Regions from separate parts of the Mus musculus genome. Here regions 1, 2, 3, 4, 6 and 7 are each linked to region 5. A link is a contact called in public promoter capture Hi-C data. All regions are on one chromosome and are shown on one strand. Each heading gives the region's core, a stretch centred on a gene start, on an enhancer-like site or on the middle of the called end of the contact. The rest is flanking DNA. Distances are from core to core; before and after follow the strand shown. Region 1 holds the start of Glce (glucuronyl C5-epimerase). Region 2 holds the start of 1700017B05Rik (RIKEN cDNA 1700017B05 gene). Region 3 holds the start of Man2c1os (mannosidase, alpha, class 2C, member 1, opposite strand). Region 4 holds the start of Sin3a (transcriptional regulator, SIN3A (yeast)). Region 5 holds the start of Adpgk (ADP-dependent glucokinase). Region 6 holds the start of Rplp1 (ribosomal protein, large, P1). Region 7 holds the start of Imp3 (IMP3, U3 small nucleolar ribonucleoprotein).

Evidence for each region. Promoter capture Hi-C pulls out the DNA fragments that hold promoters and counts their contacts. Capture Hi-C pulls out chosen DNA fragments and counts their contacts.
Region 1: a promoter capture Hi-C map of pre-B cells shows a contact between it and region 5, with 6 times the contacts expected there. The contact joins the promoter of Glce here to the promoter of Adpgk in region 5. A contact is called at or near these places in 3 of 39 promoter capture datasets (erythroid cells, liver and pre-B cells).
Region 2: a promoter capture Hi-C map of liver shows a contact between it and region 5, with 3 times the contacts expected there. The contact joins the promoter of 1700017B05Rik here to the promoter of Adpgk in region 5. A contact is called at or near these places in 1 of 39 promoter capture datasets (erythroid cells) and 1 of 9 other capture datasets (liver).
Region 3: a promoter capture Hi-C map of erythroid cells shows a contact between it and region 5, with 21 times the contacts expected there. The contact joins the promoter of Man2c1os here to the promoter of Adpgk in region 5. A contact is called at or near these places in 1 of 39 promoter capture datasets (erythroid cells) and 1 of 9 other capture datasets (adipose tissue).
Region 4: a promoter capture Hi-C map of liver shows a contact between it and region 5, with 2.4 times the contacts expected there. The contact joins the promoter of Sin3a here to the promoter of Adpgk in region 5. A contact is called at or near these places in 2 of 39 promoter capture datasets (erythroid cells and pre-B cells), 1 of 484 Hi-C or Micro-C datasets (CD4 T cells) and 2 of 9 other capture datasets (adipose tissue and liver).
Region 6: a contact with region 5 is called in a promoter capture Hi-C map of erythroid cells, with 26 times the contacts expected there. The contact joins the promoter of Rplp1 here to the promoter of Adpgk in region 5. A contact is called at or near these places in 2 of 39 promoter capture datasets (erythroid cells and liver).
Region 7: a contact with region 5 is called in a promoter capture Hi-C map of erythroid cells, with 23 times the contacts expected there. The contact joins the promoter of Imp3 here to the promoter of Adpgk in region 5. A contact is called at or near these places in 2 of 39 promoter capture datasets (erythroid cells and pre-B cells) and 1 of 9 other capture datasets (liver).

What each region holds. Positions count from the first base shown.
Region 1 is chr9:62,120,834-62,124,022 of GRCm38.p6, forward strand. It overlaps Glce (glucuronyl C5-epimerase), which reads right to left and starts at 1,776. Exons shown (of 5, transcript NM_033320.5): 1 at 1,652-1,776. It overlaps Mir5133 (microRNA 5133), which reads right to left and starts at 1,761; the gene lies at 1,685-1,761.
Region 2 is chr9:57,261,348-57,264,347 of GRCm38.p6, forward strand. It overlaps 1700017B05Rik (RIKEN cDNA 1700017B05 gene), which reads right to left and starts at 1,252. Exons shown (of 3, transcript NM_028820.2): 1 at 1,082-1,252.
Region 3 is chr9:57,129,613-57,132,646 of GRCm38.p6, forward strand. Man2c1os (mannosidase, alpha, class 2C, member 1, opposite strand) reads right to left here and starts at 1,678. Exons shown (of 2, transcript NR_102289.1): 1 at 937-1,678; 2 at 370-515. It overlaps Man2c1 (mannosidase, alpha, class 2C, member 1), which reads left to right and starts at 1,165. Exons shown (of 26, transcript NM_028636.2): 1 at 1,165-1,277; 2 at 1,547-1,669; 3 at 1,920-2,043. The coding sequence starts at 1,177.
Region 4 is chr9:57,074,946-57,077,976 of GRCm38.p6, forward strand. It overlaps Sin3a (transcriptional regulator, SIN3A (yeast)), which reads left to right and starts at 1,431. Exons shown (of 22, transcript NM_011378.2): 1 at 1,431-1,685. 2700012I20Rik (RIKEN cDNA 2700012I20 gene) reads right to left here and starts at 1,104. Exons shown (of 2, transcript NR_152107.1): 1 at 1,013-1,104; 2 at 258-898.
Region 5 is chr9:59,289,851-59,293,048 of GRCm38.p6, forward strand. Adpgk (ADP-dependent glucokinase) reads left to right here and starts at 1,722. Exons shown (of 7, transcript NM_028121.2): 1 at 1,722-2,016. The coding sequence starts at 1,784.
Region 6 is chr9:61,912,630-61,916,010 of GRCm38.p6, forward strand. Rplp1 (ribosomal protein, large, P1) reads right to left here and starts at 1,881. Exons shown (of 3, transcript NM_018853.3): 1 at 1,728-1,881; 2 at 1,259-1,333; 3 at 654-892. The coding sequence starts at 1,799. The coding sequence ends at 695.
Region 7 is chr9:56,935,760-56,938,802 of GRCm38.p6, forward strand. Imp3 (IMP3, U3 small nucleolar ribonucleoprotein) reads left to right here and starts at 1,741. Exons shown (of 1, transcript NM_133976.2): 1 at 1,741-2,639. The coding sequence starts at 1,748. The coding sequence ends at 2,302.

The DNA.
Region 1 (3,189 bases), core at 526-3,025, 2.8 Mb after region 5:
AAATGAAAACTAACCTAATACCCAGCCCCAAAGCCCAAATTAGCACTGCAGTACATTCCTTTGTTTGTTTTTACATGATTGCAAAATTCAAAGCTTTAGTAACTTGTCCCCAATCTTTCTAATTAAAAAGACAGAAGAAATTATCTTTAAAAAAAACTGACAAGAAAAAGACTGACAAAGCAAAGATACTTCAATTTGCCTGCTTATATCATATTTTCTGTTTACAAGCACCTCAGCAATGTTTCCTTAGACTAAAGTGACATTAGACTGCCTAACCAGGAGAATTCTCAGGCAAATGTACAGACATTCTGACACACGTTTTTAAACCACTCACAGGCAGATACCTATAAGTCATTTTAAGTTCCACCTAAGTCTGGCAGAGTCTTCAAGAACTCTGTAAGATTCAAACCACGGTAAAAACTGATGTACCAGAATTCTCTAAAGAAGCTCAATAGGGCATCATTAACAGGTTGCCAATGACGCTTTTGTAGAAATCTGGACTTGAGACATACATACATAATATGCTACACTTTTGTTTTTAATTACCCCTCTTCCACAAAACCTTTAGAAAGGATGCTTCTTGGCACTACCTAACACCCAGGCAAATTCAGGACAGATTTAACCATGCAAGACCATCAAACACTACCTAAAACAGAAAGCCCAAATCGCACAGCCGCCCTACCCTCAGATCTAAACCCTCACTCAACAGTCAGGTATTCCAGACAACATGCTCAAGTCTGGTATCGCTCCTCTCCTCTCCTCCGGAGATCAGAGCTCCGGCGACACCAGCGCGTCCCCAAAGGTATCCTGGGGCAAAGAAAAGAAAACTGCAGAACAAGCCCACTGTGTCTCCAACTAGGCAACTGCCCCGATCAAGCGTCCAACGAAGAAGCACTGAGTTAAATCTCATCGAGAAAGAGAGAGAGACCAGATCGAGACCGTCAGATACCGAAAGCCACAAGCAGTGCCATGGGGTGGCTCCTGAAACCGGGTCTGGCACCCCTGGAGACCCAGAGACCGCTGAGCCGCGCCCACACGGCAAAATCACCCTCCTTGTCGCCCCGAAAAAGAATGGGGACCATCACGCACAGTTACCGCCCCCCTCTGGGCGAAGCAGAAACCCCAATACAAATGTTGGTCTCCCCATGCACGCTTCCCGCCCCCACCCACACCCACCCAGTCCGTTCCTTCCCGGGAGGGACACGGGCATCGTCTTATCACCCCATGGCGACCTTAAACAAACCCAAGTCTCTGGAACCCTGACATCCTCCTGCTTTACCCCAGGAATGCCAAGCGGACCCCTCTCCGCTCATAGGTCTCCCCGTGCCCTCCGGACAAGGCTAAACTGTATCCCAAGCCCCTCAACTGCACGGGATCGCCAGAAATGGTCTCCAAGTCCCAGAACCGCGCTATGCCAGCACCCGGGCTCTCAGGCAGGACACAGGACGCGCTCCCGCGACCCTAGAGACCCGGGACCGCCTGGGCAGCCACCCACCCCCACTCCAAAGCCAAAGAAGCCCCGAGACCCCAGCCCCCGCCGCGTCACCCAAGATCCCCGCACTCGGAACGCCGCGCATCCCCGGGAGCCGCCCCCGTCGCGAGCCCACTTGCCACGGCCGCCCCTCAGCCACGACACGACGAGCTCCCTCACCTGAGGCGCGTCGGCGGACGAGCGGCCCCCAGAGCCCTGAGGAAAACTGAAGCGAGCGGCAGAGACACGGCGGCCCAGGCCTGCGCTGCCGCAGCTCCAGCCTCTCGGCGAGGAAGCGCTCGTGTGAGGAGAGCCCGCCCGCTCGGCGCGCTACTGGGGAGCCGAGCCGCCGCCGTGCCCGCGGCTCTTCCCGCGAGATCCCAGCCACGGTAAGGGGCGAGGCCATGCCGGGGAGGAGAGGGCGGGACGGAGGCTCTTCGAATGGCAGCTCCGTCAGCCTGTTAGATTCGGTGTAGAAGGCGGGGTCACCAAGAGGAGGGGCCATATTAAGGGGAGGAGCTATGATGAGGGGGCGGAGAGTCCTCGAATGACAGTTCCAAAAAACCAATCAACGGTGGCAGCGCAGAAGGCGGGACTCGCATTCTCCTGTGACCAATTGCAAAAGAGTAGAGCTAATTCTCCCCGCCTATCATCAATAAATTGCGGGCGAAGGTGTTGCTGACCCGATGTCAGTTTGCTACCTGGGCAGTTGCAGAGGTACTTTAGATGACGTGGTTTGGGCAAAGTTTGGTCCTCTTCGGCCGCCGTAGAGACACTTAGCGGAGAAGCTGAACTAAATAGTGCTTAAACCGAAGAGCTGTCCGTGCGTTTTCACTGCTCTCTGAAGTGAACAGGGAGGTCCCATCTGCCAGCCTGAAGACTTACAGCCTCACTTTACTCACTTCGGTCTCCTCCTTTAGTGTAGCTTTCTCCCATTTCGGACTCTCTTCCGTTTTTATTTCAAACGGCGATGATATCGTCACGGGTGCTTTAAGCTCCAACCCAGTTTATCTGGTCCAACAAAGGACCTTTCTAATTCATTTGTGCGTTCTACTTAAAGTCTTCCACAAAGATGAAGAACGAAATCTCAAACGAGTGCTAACCTAACAAACCCGAGAACTTGTATCTTTACAGACCATAGGGCCCAGTAATGTTTAGCACAGGTAGGGTATAGAGCATTCAATAAATCTAAAAGGAAGGAATGGAAACTGTGGTGCTTATCTGTACTGGCTTCAGAAACTGGGCTTTCCTAGCCTTTCCCATTCCCCCCTCACATTTAAGTCCCTTCACTCATTATTATGCCTGCCCTGTAGCTTTCCTTCATCTTCCCCTAGTCTCCCTTGCCCAACACAAAAAGTAGCCTTACTCTTTCTCAAGGTTAACTCCTGCCCTTGTGCACTGGACCTCAGCCAGGCCCAGACTCAGTCAGCTCCCCCACCCCCACCCCCACCCCCATTATCAATTTTTTAGCCCCTTTATCCCCAGAACACACTCATTATCCCCTGTTATTTGAACAGAACACAACTACCCTGCCGGTTCTATCCACTCGAGCTGCCCTGTCCTGAGAATCCCACGTCTTGAGAAAATTAAAGTGTATTGTGGTCCCCACCTTCTCATCCCTTATTTCCCTGCTACAATACTGCGTTTGCCCACACAATCTGCTGCTCTCCCAACAGTTTCAAAAGACCTCTCTCCTACTAGACAAATGGTCTCTTTGG
Region 2 (3,000 bases), core at 2-2,501, 2.0 Mb before region 5:
CACGTCACATCCTTGGGGCCTCATGAAGAGCGCGATCCCAGCCAAGTTGAGGCCCGCATCAGTATTCTCTCCGCTCTAACAGATACCAGTCTTCTAAAAACTTTGCGTGCTGAGGTTCTGAGCACTCACTCAACGTGGAGCAGCCCACACTTCTCAGTTTGAGAGAAAGGGTCTCCCCGGATGCTCCGCTCCTAATTTCCCTCTCCCGGCCCCGCCCGTGACCCTCGTGCCAGTGGCTCACAGCCAGCCGGCTTCAGTAGGGAACTGGCGCCCCACCGCCACACCAGGCTTCCGGGTGTCCCCAAGCCTCTCTCTCCGCGCCTCTGCAACGCACGTGCACCCCGGCAGGCTGACACACAGACTGCCGTGGGCCACGCATGCAAAGCTGTTCCTACACGTACATGCATGGCCCGAATCTGCACACATGCCCCCCACTGCCCAACGGTGCCCTTCCTTAGCTCACGTAAACGTGTAAAAAAGTCAGGAGATTCGCACTGGGAACCCCACGGATCGATGCCCGCAGACTGCACTGAGGTCCAGAAGGCTGGGGGGCTGGGGGGGGGGCGGCCTCAAAGTCTGGGCAGCCACCTCCTTCGGGACGATCCCGCCAGCTTGGGCTGTGGCCAGAGAGTGAGTCAAGCAGTGGCTAGGAAACCGCAGGCGGTCCTGTTCCAACAGGGTTCGTCCACGGCCCCGCGGCACCTCAGCGCCCGCCGCCACCAATCCCAACCCCCCACCGCCACCCCGAATCGGCGCCCGGCAATCCGCGTGAGCCTGGCCCCGCGAGAGGCCCGAGGGATCCGCCTGACTCTTCGCCAGCCCTAACGCCCAGGCAGTGCTGTGGCTCCGGAGCTCTACCAGGCCCAGGGAGCATCCAAGTCCTGGCAAAGTCTGGGCAGCGGTATGACTGGGCCCCGTAGTCTGACCGCCCGAAGCCTCAGCACCTGGGCCCCGGTCCCCGCGCTCCGTCCTGGGGCTGGCCGGTAGGGGCGCCCTGGGGCAGGGCCACCCGCCCCTTGCCCACGCGCCGCCCGCAAACTCGGCCCAAGTTTCCGCGCCTGCCGGGTAGGCGAGCTCCTACCTTCAGAGCACCAGGCTTCTAGCGGCCGCCACCCGGAGCAGCCGCGGCATCTTTCAGCGCCGCCTAGGCTGCGGGTCCCTGTCCCGCCGGCCTTGCGCGGGAAGTCGCGGCAGGCAGCTAGCCCAGAGAGACGTTCCGCGCGACCGTTCGTGCTGCCGCTGGGCGCCGTTTGTGGTCCCGAGCGGGGCGGGGCGGGGGCGGGGCGGGGGCGGGGCGGGCCGTTGAGTGGGGGCAGAACCCGGCTGTGCCTCTGGGAGCCTGCGCTCCCCTGGGTCCTCCCGTGCCGAAGGCCTGAGTGGAACCAACTTTCCCGCGACCCGGCCTCTGGCTTTGTGCACAGTCTTCGCTCGCCTCCTTCCTCAAACCTCTGCCCCGAGGGCGATCGTAAGCCCTCATTCAGTCATTCCGTTAGATCATTCATTCCTTGCTACTTTCTAGCCATGTGACCTTGGACCTGCCACTTAACCTCTATGAGCTTCAGTTTCCTCATTTGTAAAAGTGATATTCTGCCTCTTAGAAATAGGGCCATCAGGCTTCGAAAAGATGTGTAGCACATAAATTGGGGTATGGGAGGCTGAGGCAGGGGAATTGCTGAGAGTTTGAGCTGAGCCTGGGCTATCTAGCAGTCCTTTTTTTTTTTTTGTTTTGCTTTTGCTTTGTTTTGTTTGGGAAGGTCACACTATATAGCTGTGGCTGTCTGGGAACTTACTATGTAGACCAGGCTGGCCGTGAACTCAGAGACACACCAGCCTCAGCCTTCTGAGTGCTGCAGTCAAAAGCTTGGACCACCACACTCAGTTCCTAGCAAGACAATAAAAATGCTAAAGGATATCTCGAGGCAGCCCTAACTTCCTCAACAAACAAGTTGCATTAGGAAATTAAGAAGGACTTATGAGGTAAAGTACAGACGAGTATATATCAGCTCCTAGTGACCTGGAGTGGGCCAGGAATGAGACTCTGGAGATATTGCCAAGCGGCCTTGGTGGGCATCTGAGCCTTTCTGGCAAATGTGTCGCACCAGAACCGGTCTGAGCATGAGCAACCTGGAAAGCTGATGGGATGAAGCATCCCTAGCCAAGCTGATGTGTTGCAGAAAGGGGCTGGGAAACCCACTGCCTCTGTTCACCTGGACTCTAGCCCATCTGGTTGTGGGGCCTTGCCCAGCTCAGCGCTAGCACCTCTTTCTTGGAAGGAATCTAATCCTTGCAGTTCCAGGACTGCCCAAGGCCAAGGCAGGGTCGCATGGTGAAGAATAGTTGAACACCATAGAGATCAAAATTAGTTTTTGGGGCAAAACCACTCAGAACACCCATCTTGACCCAAAGATCAGGACTGCCTGAGTCAGAACAGAGCTGAGGGCACAGGTATGGGAGAAGATGGGGCTGGGGCGGAGGGGCTGGGCTCCAGGTAGGATTAGGAAGAGGAAGTGAGGTCACTCAAGGAGAAGGGGAGGGTGTCTCTTGGATTAGAGCTGGAAGATTTTTTTACAAATAGAGGCTAGACAAATAGAGGAGAGACTCTGAGGTTTGGGGCTTTCCAAATCACATTGCAAATTGGGACAGAAGCCCAGGTTGCCTGGGTTTTGTATCTTACTAACATGCTTTAACACTAGAAAGGTGCATCTGTGCCCTGCCAGCTCTGGGTCATGCCAAATCTGACAGGCTCAGCCTTCTCTCAAGGAGATATTGTTTCCTACTATCACACATACTAACTCTGCCCTCTTCTCCCTTGTGCGTAGCATCTTCTTCCACTCCTGATGTCAGGAGTGACTTGGGAGGAAGACAGTGAGTGCCCTTGGCTCCTGTGGTCTAGAACTCTCAGGCTGTAGACCCAAGGAGGACCCCATTATGTCATGATTAGCCTGCAAGACCCTAGGGCCCAGCTAAGACTACAGCCCCATTATTTTGTCTCAATTCATT
Region 3 (3,034 bases), core at 428-2,927, 2.2 Mb before region 5:
ATTTTGCCTTGGACTCCTGAATTCTGGGAATACAGGTGTGTGTCACCATATCCTGCTTTTAGGGTGTTTTTCTCATAGGAGGACAAGGAAACTTGGAAGTAATCAAGCCTAATGGGAAAATGTAGGGCAGTGGCTGAGGCAGCATGCCAGGAAGAAAGGGTCTGGCTTCCTCAGCTATGGTTCACCTCTCCCCCTCTATTTCCTTAAGACTGCTGGCCTAGAAGGATGGGGAGCATGGGTCTGACCAGCAGCAGCCTTGGCAGTTGCTACCTATGTACTATGTACTGCACCTCCCTGCAGGTCAGGGTAAGATTTCAGGGCCCTTTTAGGAGAAAAAGTCCTTGTGACCAATAAAACAAGGGACTTTGCTCAAGTTTTGACAAGTTATTTTAATTGGCATTGTATATTTCTTACTTGATCATTTTTCTGGGTAACCTGCATTTGGAATGTAAACCTGGTTATTTCCATTAAAGCAGGCTAGTTAGATTCCTCCTGTATTATTTTCTTCCAGACTCCTGCAAACGTTAAAGCTGGAGGTTAGCATTCAAACTTCCTTGCACTTGTTGACCTGCGTTAGATCAAAATTCTGGACATTGGGGTAATGGGCAACGGTGATGCATGTAATGTAATGGAGGATTACTGGTGTGCAAAGCCCCTTTTCTGTATTTCTGAAAACACCCGAAGTAGCCTTGCGCTTTTCATATTATGCAGTTACCAATGCTTGAGTAAGTGAAGAGAATGGAAAACTAAACCTTTCCCATGCCCTTCCAGGGGTTCCCTCCCTAGCCCTTCCTTCAGAATACCAAGTAGCTCAGGCTGTACTCAAAGGCGCTACATTGTCGCAGATTACTCCAATTTACACTTCCTGGTCTGTGAACTTTGTGCATCCTAGGCAAGCACTCTCCCTACCGAACCACACCACCAGCTCAAACTTACCATTGTATTTTAAAATAATTTACCCAGCTGTCTGACAGCAAGGCTGAGGTGAGAACCGCGAAGGCTCAGCTTCCGGGTTTCACTGGGAGGCTCCCCAGAGCCAGCCTCTTGCAAAAGCCGTGGTGTTCCCAGAAAAGCTGCTCGGGTCTGTAAGCTGGTTGGATGCCGGAACCTTTGGTTCCAAGCGGTGCAACGAGCCGGCAGCACCAAGGATCTTCCGGGGAGGGAAGGCGCATCGCCATGGCGGCAGCGCCGTTCTTGAAGCACTGGCGCACCACTTTCGAGCGGGTGGAGAAGTTCGTGTCCCCGATCTACTTCACCGACTGTAACCTTCGCGGCAGGTGTGGTCCTTGGCCTACCACACCCGCGCGCTCTCCCCTTCCCTTCCGGAGGGAAACCCAGGCCGTGGCCAACCGGGCCGCGGAACAAAGTTCCCGCCACTGCCAGGCCAGGGGCTGGGGAGCGAACGGTAGAGGTTGGTCTGTGCTGCTGAGCTGCCAGGCAGTCCTCACGGCCTTAGCCAAGGGAGAGCGTTTCCCCAGCCATCCGCTGGCTCACGGGTGGGACAGGGGCGGCTTCGAGCATGCGCCCATCAGCTGCTCCTGCCCAGGCTCTTCGGGGACAGCTGCTCGGTGACACTCTCCAGCTTCCTGACGCCCGAGAGGCTTCCCTATGAGAAGGCGGTGCAGCAGAACTTCAGCCCTGCGCAGGTCGGCGACAGCTTCGGACCCACGTGGGTAACGCCCAGTTTGGCGAAGCTCCGCCCCACGACCAAACCCTAGTCTGCTAGATAGCAGAGTGGCGCCCTCTGCTGAGAGAAGCTCCTTTATCCTTCGGCGTCTTCACTTGAGTATTTTCATCCCTGCTGCCTCTCCCCCTTTCCCTTTATTCTTTGACCATTTCTCTGATGCTGCACATGCATGGAGAACATCTTAAAGCCGAGGGTTTCCACTCCTAGGCCCATCAAAATGGCTCTCTTACAGATGGTGGACCTGCTGGTTTCGGGTAGAACTGGTCATCCCTGAAGTTTGGGTGGGCCAGGAAGTTCATCTTTGCTGGGAAAGCGATGGAGAAAGCCTTGTCTGGCGTGATGGGGAACCTGTCCAGGTGAGGTGTCCTCTCTTAGAGCCAGATACTGCCACAGATTAGCCTGGTTTTTGGAGAAGCCACAGCTGAATGAATGGGTCTCCAGAGTAATTTCATGATTTCGGAACTGAGGAAATTGCCAGTGTTTAGACACACCCGAAGAGGTTATCAGATCCCATTACAGATGGTTGTAAGCCACCAGAATTTGGACACCAGTGTTATAAATCCCCAGTTTTCATAAGCTAGTTTTATTGTGTATAGTACATATGTATTGGGGGAAACTTCAAATCATTCTAAAATGATATAAAGTAAGGTATTAAGTTATCTTCCCATGAATAATGAATTTCTTTTAACTGCACTTCACATTCCCCAGATGTTAAATGTTAAATGTCATACCAGGTTTAATCTTTGTAATGCTATGTGATGACACTTTATATCCATTATAGATTTTAAAAAACTAAGACATTTCTTTGTTGGTCCATGCAGCTTCCGTTTCAAAGTCCAGTAACTGGGTCCTAAAAGAAGTCAGAGCCCTAGCCGGGCGTGGTGCTGCACGCCTTTAATCCCAGCACTCGGGAGGCAGAGGCAGGTGGATTTCTGAGTTCGAGGCCAGCCTGGTCTACAAAGTGAGCACCAGGACAACCAGGGCTATACAGAGAAACCCTGTCTCGAAAAAACAAAAAAACAACAAAAAAAAAACAAACAAACAAAACAAAACAAAAAAAAGAAGTCAGAGCCCTATCCAACTTTCTTCTCTTCGATGGCACCCACCTAACTGAACACTGAGGATGAACCAATCTATCTCAAACTCCTTGGGCTTCTTTTTTAATTAATATAACCCAGAACCACCACAAATTCTAGACAAATGTTCTCACCACTGAGCTAATCCATCTCCCACCTCCCGTTTAATTCGAGAAAGGGTCTTGCTGAATGATCCCTGATAGTAGCCTTGATCTTGTTATTCTCTACCATGGACCTCCCAAGTAGCTAGAATTATAGACCTGTATTAATA
Region 4 (3,031 bases), core at 181-2,680, 2.2 Mb before region 5:
CCAGCCCAAGAACTAGGTATTTCAAAGCACTTTTTGTGTTCAGGCATTGTTACTTACCCAGAAGGCTTAGAGACCGCCATTAACTCACTCTGCTAAGGAGGAATGCCCACCCCCCTTTTTTTTGAAGGGCTGGCCTTAGGGTTCCTAAATTCAGACTATTCCTGCCCTTTCGCGAATGGTTGCGATTACAGCCCTTCCCCTTGAACAGTCATTCTTAAGACCATATCCTTCACACAATCTGGAATTTTTACTCCTTCTGTGAACGTAAGTGCACACTCAAGGTTTATTTATGCAGTGGTCTGTGTGAGGTTTTCAGCCTCTCTTCCTCCAGTTTAAAATGTCCCTGGATCTACCCGACCAATAGAGTATACATTTTCCCTTCATGCTCCGCCTTCCGGAGGCTTGCCCAGGCGGTGACATTTAAAGGCCTCCGCTGGGTTATCTCCGCCCCCTGAGGGCTGCAGATTCTGGTTGTCCCAGTGTCACAGTATTCAGTCAGCCCTAGTGACCAGCTAGTAATATCTGGGCTTTTGGATCAGATTAGAGCTCCAGACCTTAATTTTGGAGTCGGCTTGCTGAAAGTAGCTGCTGAGTGCTCCAGATGGCTGTGTTTAGAAGACCGTGAAAGTGTAAAAATAAGTGGGTAGGAAGGACAAGGCTTTCTGTCATTGTTTTGGTTAATTCTCCACGGCGGGTAATACTACTGCCTTTTCCTTTTCAAATCTCAAAGCCTCGGGTTTCGGCCGCTGAGCTCCCCGCCATCTCCGATCCCGGCCTTGGAACGCTGAGGTTCAGTCTCCAGTGTAAACATTCCACAAAAGGACTGCTAAGGTTCAGCATCCTCGCGCAGGGCGGAATGGTCTCCTTCCTGGACCGGCGCCGTGTCCAATGGCGGCTCCTACCGGCGCCAAGATAGTCCAATCAGATCATTGGGGGCGGGGCCTGGCCCAGCCGTGTAGTGGGTGGAGTCGGCCTCACTTAAGGACATTTTTACCCCACATTGGTTACTTACCTTCCTGGGGCTATGAGAGAAGCAAAGGTAGTCTTCCAATGCAGGGACCGGCGGAGGCGGGAGCCGATTTGTTAGGCCTGTGGCTGGGGCGGTATGGGGAGGGATATGTGAGACTCTCCAATGAGATGTGAAGAGGTACTCCTCTTCCTCCAATAGTATTAGAGCCCGGAGGAGGGATTCGGCAATCAGTCTCCAATAGGCGGGGTTGAGTTAGGGACTCTCCCCGCCAATAGGGGCGTGGAGAAGGTGAGCGGCTCGCTCTCCCCTCCCAGCGAGGGAAGAGGGCGGGAGTAGGTCTTTGCGGCATAGTGATTGGCTAAACCATTGACGGATGGGTAATATATCCCGTGGCGGAGCGAGGTTAAGCCTTCCCTCGGCGGGGCGGGCCGGGAGAGTGGGCGGGATTTCCCGGGTAACAGAGAAGCGGCCGCGGCGGTAGAGGCGGCAGAGACGGTTTCTCCATCTTCCCCCCTCCCCTTCCCCCCTTAGAGTTTCCCTCCCTCCCTCCCTCCTTCCCAGTCTGGGCACCCAGGCCTGTGACCGCTTCGTGGGCGCAAAGGAGGTTGCCAGTCCGCTCTTGCGGGCCTGTGCCCGCGCCGTTCCGGGGCCTCCGTGCTGGGTGCGAGGCTCACGCCGGGAGCGACGCACAGGCTGAGTGGCTGGAGCTTTTGCGGTGAGAGCACGCCGCACCGCGGTCCGCCCAGCAGCTGGGTGGCGGGTAACCCGGGACTGGAGGGCGTGTGTTTTTCGGGGGGGCTGACCTCGGCTTCCCGTGCGTGGCTGTGGGGGGCGGAGCGGAGCCGCACTCAGTGCGGGAGGGGGAGGAGAGCGTAGTCCCGGTGCGCACGGAGGGGCGGGTCCTAGTCCCGCCGATCAGAGGCGGGGCCGGCGCGCGTGCGGTGGTGGAGAAAGGGGCGGGACGGGCTCGCGCTAAAGGCCCGCGGCTGTGACCCCGCCCCTTCTCCCTTATGGGCGGGACCACTGGCTGAACTGCTTTGGGTCCGCGGGGCGTGCGGGACGGGAAGAGGGTCCCGGCGTGTGGCTTTCAGGGCGCGGTGGCGAGGGGGCGTGAAGCCTGTGTTCCCCCGCCTTAGCGGGATCCGGTTGGCCGGAAGGCGCGTCCGGGGCTGTGATGCCACGCCCCTCCCGCCCCGCCCCCTCCGGGATTTCCGCCTCCTTAGCAGTGAAGAGGAGCTGGGGAAAGCCCGCTGTGGCGTCTGGCAGGGGGTCAGGGCTCCGTGTCTGCTCCTCCCAGCATCCCCGTGGGTGGGAGGGCCCCTTGTAGACTGGGAACGGTGGAGGTGTCCGGACTTTATGCTGTGGCTTCTTCATCCATTCTGCTTGGGGCATCGTGGCCCGTAGCTGTAGTCTTCTACTTTGCTTCACACACCATGGATGGCGCCTTAACAGCTAGGGAGAGTAGAAGCGTGGTCAGCTGCTCCTCTTCGTTGTAATTATTGGGACGAGATACTCAGCGTCCTCTCTGGAGTGTCTGCGGTGGGGTGCGGCTGGTGCTGTGCCCTTGCTTCCCCGACAGTGGCCGGTGGGGGAGGGGCAGAGTGATCAGGGACTGGAATTGTGGAGGGCGCCAACCTTCCCTGGAGTTCCCTTGATGTTCAGCTACTGCGCCTTTACGGGTTGATACCTAAAAATTGCTACCATTTTTGGTAGCTTAGGACTTTAAACTCAGTTTACCATTTGAGCTCCTAACAAATCTGAGATTTTATTTCTAGAGAAAGTATTGAATTTATGATTGTAAGTGATGGAGTGAGTTTAGGGCACATAAGCATTGCTTCACCGCTAGGCTATACCCCAAGGCTAAATTTTTTTTTTTTAAGTCAAAGATTTAACTCTCTTTAAGTAAAATACTCTGATTTCTTGACTGATTTCACCTACAGAAGGTTTTGTTACATAAGCTTAGTTTCACAAAGGTAACTTAGAATTTTGTGTTCTCTTTTGGTTTTATGTAACTTCTAGTCCTTAAAGCTTCATGTTGCTCTTTTTAGATACTAAGTAGGT
Region 5 (3,198 bases), core at 472-2,971:
TCTTGCTAGTTAGCCTCTAAGACTAAACAACAAAAGGTTTTGCAAGCCTGGAAAGACTCAGCAACAGCTTTGCAAGGGATCTCCACACTGATGGGGAGTCGTCCCCTCATCTTCCCAGATGAGTGTGTTCTTATAGTTCAGCTGCCTCCGCTCCTCCCAAAACTGATCTTGGGAATTTATATTTAATGGGCTTTAGCCAACCTTCAAACACATGTGACTTTGCCAGTCCACCTCCCAAATCAATTAATCACAGACACCTGGTACTGGTTCTCAGTAAACAGAGGCAAAAAATGCTTCTGTTTACAGACACTCTGTAAAGTGTCTGTCTAGAAGGTATAAGACCTTCCCTTCCTCCCTGAGCACCAGACACAGAGATACACATTTGTAATTCCAGGAGCTAGAGGGAAGAGGATCAGAAGTTCAAAGTTGGGGCTGGAGAGATAGCTCAGCGGTTAAGAACGCTGACTGCTCCGGGGGTCTGAGCGAGAAGAAAAAAGTGTCTGGGGACAGCTACAGTGTACTTACATATAATAAATTAATAAATCTTTTTAAAAAAAGTTCAAAGTCACCCTTGACAACGCAGTGAACTTGAGGCTAGTCTGGGCTAGTAACCAGTCTCTGGCCAGTTAACAGCTGAGAGCCATAACAGAAACACTTTGGATACTGGGGGTGGGGGTGGGAGATAACGTCCAAGATCAAAGCCAGGGAAACACATTTCTATTAACAAGTTCAAAAATTATAGACAGAGTAGAAAATTGGTCAGGAGCTAGCAGAACTAGCAAAATAGAAATAGGCCAGGCTAGATGAGGCTGAGAATGAACTGGACATCAAGCCTAGCTTTCCTGCCTCTTAACCTACCCTCTCACATAGAACCGTCACATCAAAGGAGGAAGGGCTGGATTTCTGTAGTATCACCCGGAACAACTAAACCAGGATTTAAAAACTCGAGTCTATAGTCCTTCCATACTGTACACATGATTGTATCCCTTTGCGGCTTACTCTGGGGTTGTTCAAAGGAACACCACCTCCGAAAGGGTTATCTAAGGGGTCTGAGTGTTAAATCTGATCTCTAGATTGAACAAGATCGCTTCAGTCTTAGCGGAAGCCTTTGACTAGCTGAAAATCTCAAGAGGTGGACTCCCCGTGCCCAGCACCACTAGGGTCTGAGCAGATTCCTCTCGCGGGAAGCCCTTCCCATCGTCGTGCACCCTCCGCCTCGCCACTGCACCAGACTTAGAAAGGAACCGGCCTAGTAAAACCATGGAGGTCAAACACTGGCGGAGGGACGGATTAAGAGACAACAGCGTGGCTCGTTGTCAATGGGAGACCGACTACTCTAATCGCGAGGTTTGCTGCTTCTTCGTTATCTGCATGTCTTATCTTACTAGGGAAGTAAAAGTATTCTCTCGCCCCCACCCCGGACACACACACACTCTATCTCAGGCTATCAGTGAATATCGGGAAGACGTGTACGGATTGGGAACCACACTACTGCCTTTGTTCATCCAAGGACAGAATCGCACAACAGCGTCGCCCAGCGCCAGCGCCAAGACTTAAACAGAGCGAACCCCCAACGCCAGCCCTGTCGTCGTCCCGCCTCCAGCCCACCCATAGCTCCACCCATAACTGGGGCTGCAGTTCCGTCGTAGCTCCGCCCATCGGGAGGAAGAGCCTGTGGCGCGCGGGTGTGACGTTACGCACGTCTACGTCAGCACGCGCCCAGCTGGGAGGAGGCGCGAGCCGAGAAAGGATCCTGTAGCCACCGGTGCGGCGGTGTGTGCACATGGCGCTGTGGCGCGGCTCTGCGTGCGCCGGCTTCCTGGCGCTGGCCGTGGGCTGCGTGTTCCTGCTGGAGCCGGAGCTGCCGGGCACGGCGCTGCGCTCGCTCTGGAGCTCCCTGAGGCTGGGACCCGCGCCAGTGCCCGTGGGACCTCTGTCCCCGGAGAGCCGGCTGGCAGCCGCTTGGGACGCCCTCATCGCGCAGCCCGCCCGGCGCTGGCGCCGCGTGGCTGTGGGGTGAGTGCCTGCGGGGCCTGCCTGCGGCTCTGGGCCTCCCCGGGAAGTGCGCGCGCTCCGGGGTCCGCCCGGGACTCGGTGGTGTCTGGGTTGCCCTCTGGGCGAAAGTGTCGGACGCGTGAGACGAGCCTTTTTCCGTCATCGCTGCAGGGATAGTCAGCATATTTCCACCCGGTTGGCCCTGCTCCCTGTAAAAGCAGCTCTCATAGCTTCTTAGAAATTCAACTCAGCCTGTCACTTGTAATTTTTGAGGTTACTCTGTTGTCTGTCTTCCAGCCCTTTTTTGCCGACTGTTCTCAGGTGGCCACGATGGTTTTCCTATTTTTTTAGCACTCTTCCTAACGTACTTAAAGCTAAATGCTTCTGTCTCTAGCTGTTGACTTTACGTCATCCGGTCTGAAGACCACTCTACTAAGACTGCTCATTTTCATATTCAACATTTTTTGTTAAGGATTCCTTACCAGAACTCTGCGCCTTTCGCGTTTAGCACGCCCTTCTCGAAACTACCTTCTTCCCCATACTAAGTGATAGTTCATATTTTTAAGGTTCTCTCAAATCACAGTATCTCCTTTCTTTGTGAAACTCACAGAAATGTATCCAATTTTTTTTACACTAACCTTAGTCCCTCTTCCAGTTAGGCTTGGCTTTCTTGTCTTGTCAAGGGCACTATGCATCAGCGAGTTTTTTAGTATGTTTTTCTTTAGGTTAGAGTTGGTTTTTTTTTTTTTTTTTTAAATGTTGCTTCTGTTGTTCCTTTTTGAACTACAGCCTCCTTGGCTGGTCTGGAACGTAAGTAGATCATTAGAACATAGATCATTATCTGATCTGTTTGCTTCCTTTTTCTTTCTTTCTCTTGTCTTTTTAGTTTAGTTTTATTTTTAAATTATTCTTCTTTAAGACAGGGCTTCTCTGTGTAGTCCAGGCTCTCCTGGAACTCACTCTGTAGACCAGGCTGACCTCGAACTCTAAGGACCAGCTGCTTCTGCCTCCCTGGTGCTGGGCTTAAAGACCTGGCTTTATCAGGTTCTTGATCATCTTTCTTGGAGCTATGTCAGGTGTGTGCTGGGCTCTGAGGGCATATGTATGGAAGAAGTCAGGTCTGTGCTGCATTTTTTTGGAAGCAGCTTGAGCAGCTACAACAGAATAACTCACACTAGTTGCTTAGAACAACATAAACTTTCT
Region 6 (3,381 bases), core at 631-3,130, 2.6 Mb after region 5:
TGGCCTCAAACTCAGAAATCCACCTGCCTCTGCCTCCCAAGTGCTGGGAAATGAAAGGCGTGCACTACCACCAGCTCAGTTAATTTCAATACAACCAAAACCATACATAATAAAACTTATGTTTTGTAGTTCAGGCTGGCTTTGAACCCACTCCCTAGCTTCTTCACTAAGGCAGAGGCAATGGGGTACCTGGCACTGTCAGCCCCAAGTCCTAAACTTTCTACATGAAGTTGTAGTTACACACCAAGCCTTGCTGCGTGACTGAATCCTTTAGGCTGCTGGTTTTACACCAGTGGACTGGTAGGTTCTCTGGCCCTTCTAGATGCTTCTGAGATCCTCAACAACTGTCAAGTTCTTCACACATGAACATCGGGAGACCCAGAGGTTATTTTGTTATTCTTGACAGTAAGAGTTAGCTCTCAGCCTGTCTGTCTGGCACTAAACAGGCTCTCTGAACAGTTGCTTGAAGGGGCTTCCTGGAGACAGACCCACCCATTCTCTACCCAGATCGTCTAGTTCTTTTGACCCAGGTCTTATTTATATAACTCATGGTGGCTTTGGTCAAGACCCTCCTTCCCTGACATTTTTTTGGGACCTGCTACCATCTCTGAAACTCCAAGAGCTTTGTGGCTTACAAGTGAGACCAGTCCACCTACAGGTTCAGCTCTTTATTAGCCAACTTAACAAAAGCAGTTTAGTCAAAAAGACCGAAGCCCATGTCATCTTCAGACTCCTCGGACTCTTCCTTCTTTGCCTCCACTTTCTTCTCCTCAGCTGGGGCGGCGGCAGTGGATGGAGCAGCACCACCAGCAGGCGCAGCTCCAGCTGCTGGAGCGGGCCCACCAGCCCCTACATTGCAGATGAGGCTCCCAATGTTGACATTGGCCAGAGCCTACAACAGAGACATAGAAAAGGCTTTTAGTTTTGTGCTGCAAGATTTAATGATTCAATTAAGCTCTTTTCACCCATGAGACCAAAGCAATGTTCAGGACTACAGGGAATCAATATACAACTGCCACCAGTTGATTGACCCCACTTGCCAGAAATAAAGCTGTTTGTATAAATAGAATGTAGCTATCCACTTTGCATGAATCTCACTGCTTCAAATGCCCAAACTTAAGAGGCAACAAAACTCATTCTCAAGCCATGGACCGTGAAGGCCTGACATAAAAGCCACATCAATAAGTACAAACTAAGATACAAAAATCAAGGCTGGTGGTGGAAATCGTACATTACCAAGTGTAACCCCAAAACTTACCTTGGCAAACAAGCCAGGCCAGAAAGGTTCGACGCTGACACCAGCTGCTTTAATGAGGGCATTGATCTTATCCTCCTGGAACACAAACGCCAACCCGTCAGAACGATCAGAATGCGGCTAAAACTCAGTCACTTATACAGAGTTAAGTTTCGTACTTGGGCTAAAGTCAACCTTAAAAAAGACAAGGCCAGGTTTGAAGGCTCAGCGGGCTGTGGGATTGTCCCGCAGGCCTGACGACCTGAGTTCGAGGCCTAAAACTTAGATAAAAACAGCCCACTCTAAACAGTAGGCCTAACATGCGCGCTCGGGACCGCCATTCACCTGTCTCGGGTTGGGCCGCGCGGGGAGGACAGAGCGCATACGCCTCACAGGCCTCCAAGTCACCGAATGCCTGAGAATGCGAAGTCCGGGCGGAGCCGGGTGTCCGCCGCACAAACACGTGGCCGGCCCGGGGTTATCCCGCACTTACCGTGACCGTCACCTCGTCGTCGTGCAGGATGAGGGCGGAGTAGATGCAAGCGAGCTCGGAGACGGAAGCCATGCTGTAGACTGCCGGCACGGTGCTAGTCGCCGGATGAAGTGAGGGCCTCACCCCAACGCGGCCTTAGCTTCCTCGGAAGGACCGAGCACCTTGGCGGCAGCTGAGGAAAAGATCATATACGCCTGCGCGCAGCTTCTTATGGGACCGCGCCGACCAATCGATGCCCGACTCGAGACGGAAGGGGCAGGGCCAAAACCGAGAGGAGGCGCGTCTGCAGAACGCAGTTCCGGATTTGCGCGTTCGACTTCCGGTGCGATTGGCCTTTGGGGCTTGCGAATATTACAAGTGCTCAACAGTAGAGATTAACAGGCTAAAGGGAGAGAGCTATCGGGGGAGACGTACTGCTTAAACTGACAGGCGCGTTCCCACGGCTTGGGTACACTGAAAAGTCGCTCTCCGCCTCAAGCCTTGCGGATCACGTGGTGGACTTCCCAACCCACCCTCACCCCGGGCGTGCGCGCCGTAGTAACTGTGTCTGTGATGAGGTTGATAAATACCACCCGGGACCCGGAGTTGCATATCAAATGCAATATATCGTGGTTAATGTTTAATTCATTACATTGAAAAAGCACAGAGGGGCGGAAGTTAAGCCATCTTGCAGCTCTCAGGTTTGGCTCCCGCACCCCGAAAAGTGCCAGGAAATCCAGTAACAGGGGCTCTGATCCTGACAGAGGTCAGCAGACACGCTCAAGTACACATAAAAGTAAACACTCTTTAAAGTGTCACGCGAGGTATGGTGAGGAAAAAACCCACAGAAGTAGGAGACCACGTGATAAAATTCGGCAACTAATTATATAGAACCCCTAGAAAACCAGGAGAGTAACTTTGATGCGCAGACATCAAAAGCAAGTATCAATAAACAAACGTTTTCCTTTGCCTCTCTTTTAGTGCATGGTACTTTGTCACAGCAATAGAAACCCCAAGTGCTCATATACACAATTAAATAAAAACACCCCTCAGGTTAGGGTACAGCTCGTGTGTGGTCAGCTTGTGTAGAGGTGACCTTGGTGCTAGAAACTTGCAACTAGAATGTAGTGCATACTAGATTAAGTGGTTTCTTTAAAGTTAATAAAATTCTAATCTCAGGACCACAAAGAAGCTATGAAACAGCAAAAGGAACCTAAGTAGAGCAATATAGTTTTCACAGATAAGAGCCTAAAACGGAGAATTTTCTCCAAGTAATATAGTTCCAATCAAAATTCTGTTCATGATCTCAGTGGAATTTGACATGGCCTTCAGTCTAAACACACACACACACACACACCCTGACAGGGTGTCATGTACCTCAGCTGGCCTTGAACTTGCTATGTGGTTGAAGATTACCTGGAATGTTGGATCTTCCTCCCCTGCCTGGGATTGATTTTAAGTATCCAGGTCATGCTGGGCTAGGGATTAACTCCAGGGCGGGTACACACTAAGCACTCCAGCCACTCAGCTACATCTCAGACCCCCTTAAGCTTACTTTGAGACATGCTCTTTTTTTTTTTTTTTTTTTTTTTTTCTTTCCGAGACAGGGTTTCTCTGTGTAGCCCTGGCTGTCCTGGAATTCACTATGTAGACCAGGCTGGCCTTGAACTCAGAA
Region 7 (3,043 bases), core at 491-2,990, 2.4 Mb before region 5:
CCAACAAAGCCACACCTCCTAATAGTGCCACTTCCTGGGCCAAGCATATTCAAACCACCACACCAGGTGCCATGGAGATACTGCAGCTTTGGATCTGCAGGACCAACCCCTTCACATGCTCCTGAAGTTCATAGCTTGCTTTTCAACGTGATAATCTCAGCAAATCATCTTTTGGGGTAGATGAGGAAGCGACACATAGAAAGCATGCATTGTGGGCTGTAGAAGTGACAATACAATATATCCTGCCAGCCTCACTTACAGCAATAGAGAGTAGAGAGACACACCTTCATAACTGATATGGTTTGTGTGTCAGGAGGTTACCCCAACAGGTAGGGGCTCAGTAGAAATTCTTCTGGCCTTCGTTCTGCTTCTGTGATTTCAGACAGGAATTGTTTACCAGACTGTTCACCTCTTACAGATGAAGGTTAGGACTCCTACTTACACTCTGAATTTCTCATCATTGATGGGTACCATCAGTCACTGAGGATTGCAGAAACAATCTCCAGACATACCTGAGTAACACTTTAACTCCAGCACTTGGAGGCAGAGGTAAATGGATCTCTTTGAGTTTAAGGACAGCCTGGTCTATATAAAAATTACCAGGACAGATAGTACTAGAGACATTCTGTCTCAAAAAATAAAATAAAGTAAGACAGCCATGGTGGCACATGCTCACTCATAATCTCATCCTTTTGGATTGAATCTGGTTATATTGTGGTGAATTCATGGCTGACCTGGGCTACCTAAGGAAACTGTGTCAAAAAAATAAGAGGCAGGAATGCTTCCAATCCTGATTGTTTGGTACTACTGCCAGTCCAGTGACAGATCTCATGCTGGCCAGGATGGGACTATTTGTCAACTCTGGGGACCACTGGAACTGAGACATTTGCAGAGTTCTAATCACGTTTTTTGACAGAGATAATCCTCTTATTTATTTATTAGCATTCCACTCTTCTAAAGTTGTGTATGCTTTAAAAAAAAAAGATTTGTTTTATGTGTATCAGTGCTCTTAGCTGCATGTACATGTGCATGTCAGAAAAGAGCATCAGATCACATTATAGATGGTTGTGAACCACTATGTGGGCGATGGGACTTGAACTCATGACCTCCGGAAGAGCAGCCGTGCTGTTAACTGCTAAGCCATCTTTCCAGAGTTGGAGAGATAGCTCAGCCATTAAATAATAGGCTCACAACCAAAACTATGAGACAACTCTTTTAAAGGCAGTAACCTCTCTCTCTGGAAACTGACATCTACAGCTATTGACGGAGCAGACTCTCTTCAGTCACCAAAGACAGAACTCTGAGAGTAAACTAGGTGCTGCCAAGATGGCTCAGCGGTTAAGAGCACTTGACTGCTCTTCCAAAGGTCCAGAGTTCAATTCCCAGGAAAACCACAAACAGGGGATCTGAAGCTCTCTTCCGGTATGAAGACAGAGCAATCATATACACAAAATACGTAAATGAATAAATATTTAAAAACAAAACACAACACTGGACTAGACTAGTTGCATACGCACTGCATGCAAGGAAAAGTGTATTCGCAGGACACGGCTCTCCTTCCGCAATTCTTTCTCCCCCGCTCCCCTTTCAAAACAGGAAGTTCCAGAGTTGGACGAATGAAAAACCGGGGGCGTGTCTTTAACCAATCTTTTGATTGGTCCAGTGATCTAGAGGCGGGGTCTTTCTACGTCGAGGCGGAAATTACGCTAGATTTTCAACGTATTCCCTTTCTCCCGCATTCTCCATCATGGTGCGGAAGCTTAAGTTCCACGAGCAGAAGCTGCTGAAACAGGTGGACTTCCTAAACTGGGAAGTCACCGACCACAACCTCCACGAACTGCGTGTGCTGCGGCGGTACCGGCTGCAGCGGCGCGAGGAGTACACGCGCTACAACCAGCTGAGCCGAGCGGTGCGCGAGCTGGCGCGGCGCCTGCGCGACCTGCCGGAACGCGACCCATTCCGCGTGCGCGCCTCGGCGGCGCTGTTGGACAAGCTGTACGCTATGGGCCTGGTGCCCACGCGCGGCTCACTGGAACTCTGCGACTCCGTCTCGGCCTCGTCCTTCTGCCGCCGCCGCTTGCCTACTTTGCTCCTCAAGCTACGCATGGCGCAGCATCTCCAAGCTGCTGTGGCTTTTGTGGAGCAGGGTCATGTCCGCGTGGGCCCAGACGTGGTCACTGATCCCGCCTTTCTCGTCACTCGCAGCATGGAGGACTTTGTCACCTGGGTGGACTCATCCAAGATCAAGCGGCACGTGTTGGAGTACAATGAGGAGCGCGATGACTTTGATCTAGATGCCTAGCGAGTCTTCTTGTCCTGGCTTCTCAGCTACAGGTCACTGAACCGGGGATGGGGAGGATTGCCCCGGTGTACTGGGAATTTTTCCTAGAATTTGGACTGACAATTAAGTGACTGTGTCTTGAGAGACAGTGGGAAGCAGTTTTGTACCGCACTGGGGATTGCTAGCTTCTTGTGCCTTAAACTTTGTGGTGTAGAAGCAGGAATGTTACCTCTTCCCCTTTGCTTTCATCTTGAAATAGGACCGTCTGGATGGAGAGTTTGAGTTCAGTATATTTATATCGTTTAAAGAAACCCTTTCCTAATGCCAATAAATGTCCCACCGACGTTGTTTAAGTGCACATTTTTGTCTGGTCGTTCTTCTTACCTAGGGTCCTACATAGCCATATCTATTATCTTGCTAGCTGAAGAGCCTAAGGGCAGGAAAAGGGTTGAAGGCGTGAGGCTTTGGAGCCTCACGTGGAGGTTGCAGGATGTTGTACAAGCTGGGCAGATTTGTCACTTAACCAGTCCTTTTCTCGGAATGAATGTTTTGGCAGAGCTTTTATCCACAAGACTTCCTGTTGATATTCCAGCCCCAGGAAATACCATATTAAAGTCCTGGAGTGTTTGCTTGCCTAAGGAAATGATCGCCCTGTAGTTTGGCCAGCTAGTGGTTAGAAGGGACCCAGGAGGTTCCTGAAAACAGATGTTCTTCAAGGTCCTGGCTTCAGAGTTAAGGACACCCCCCCCCCCAAAAAAAAAA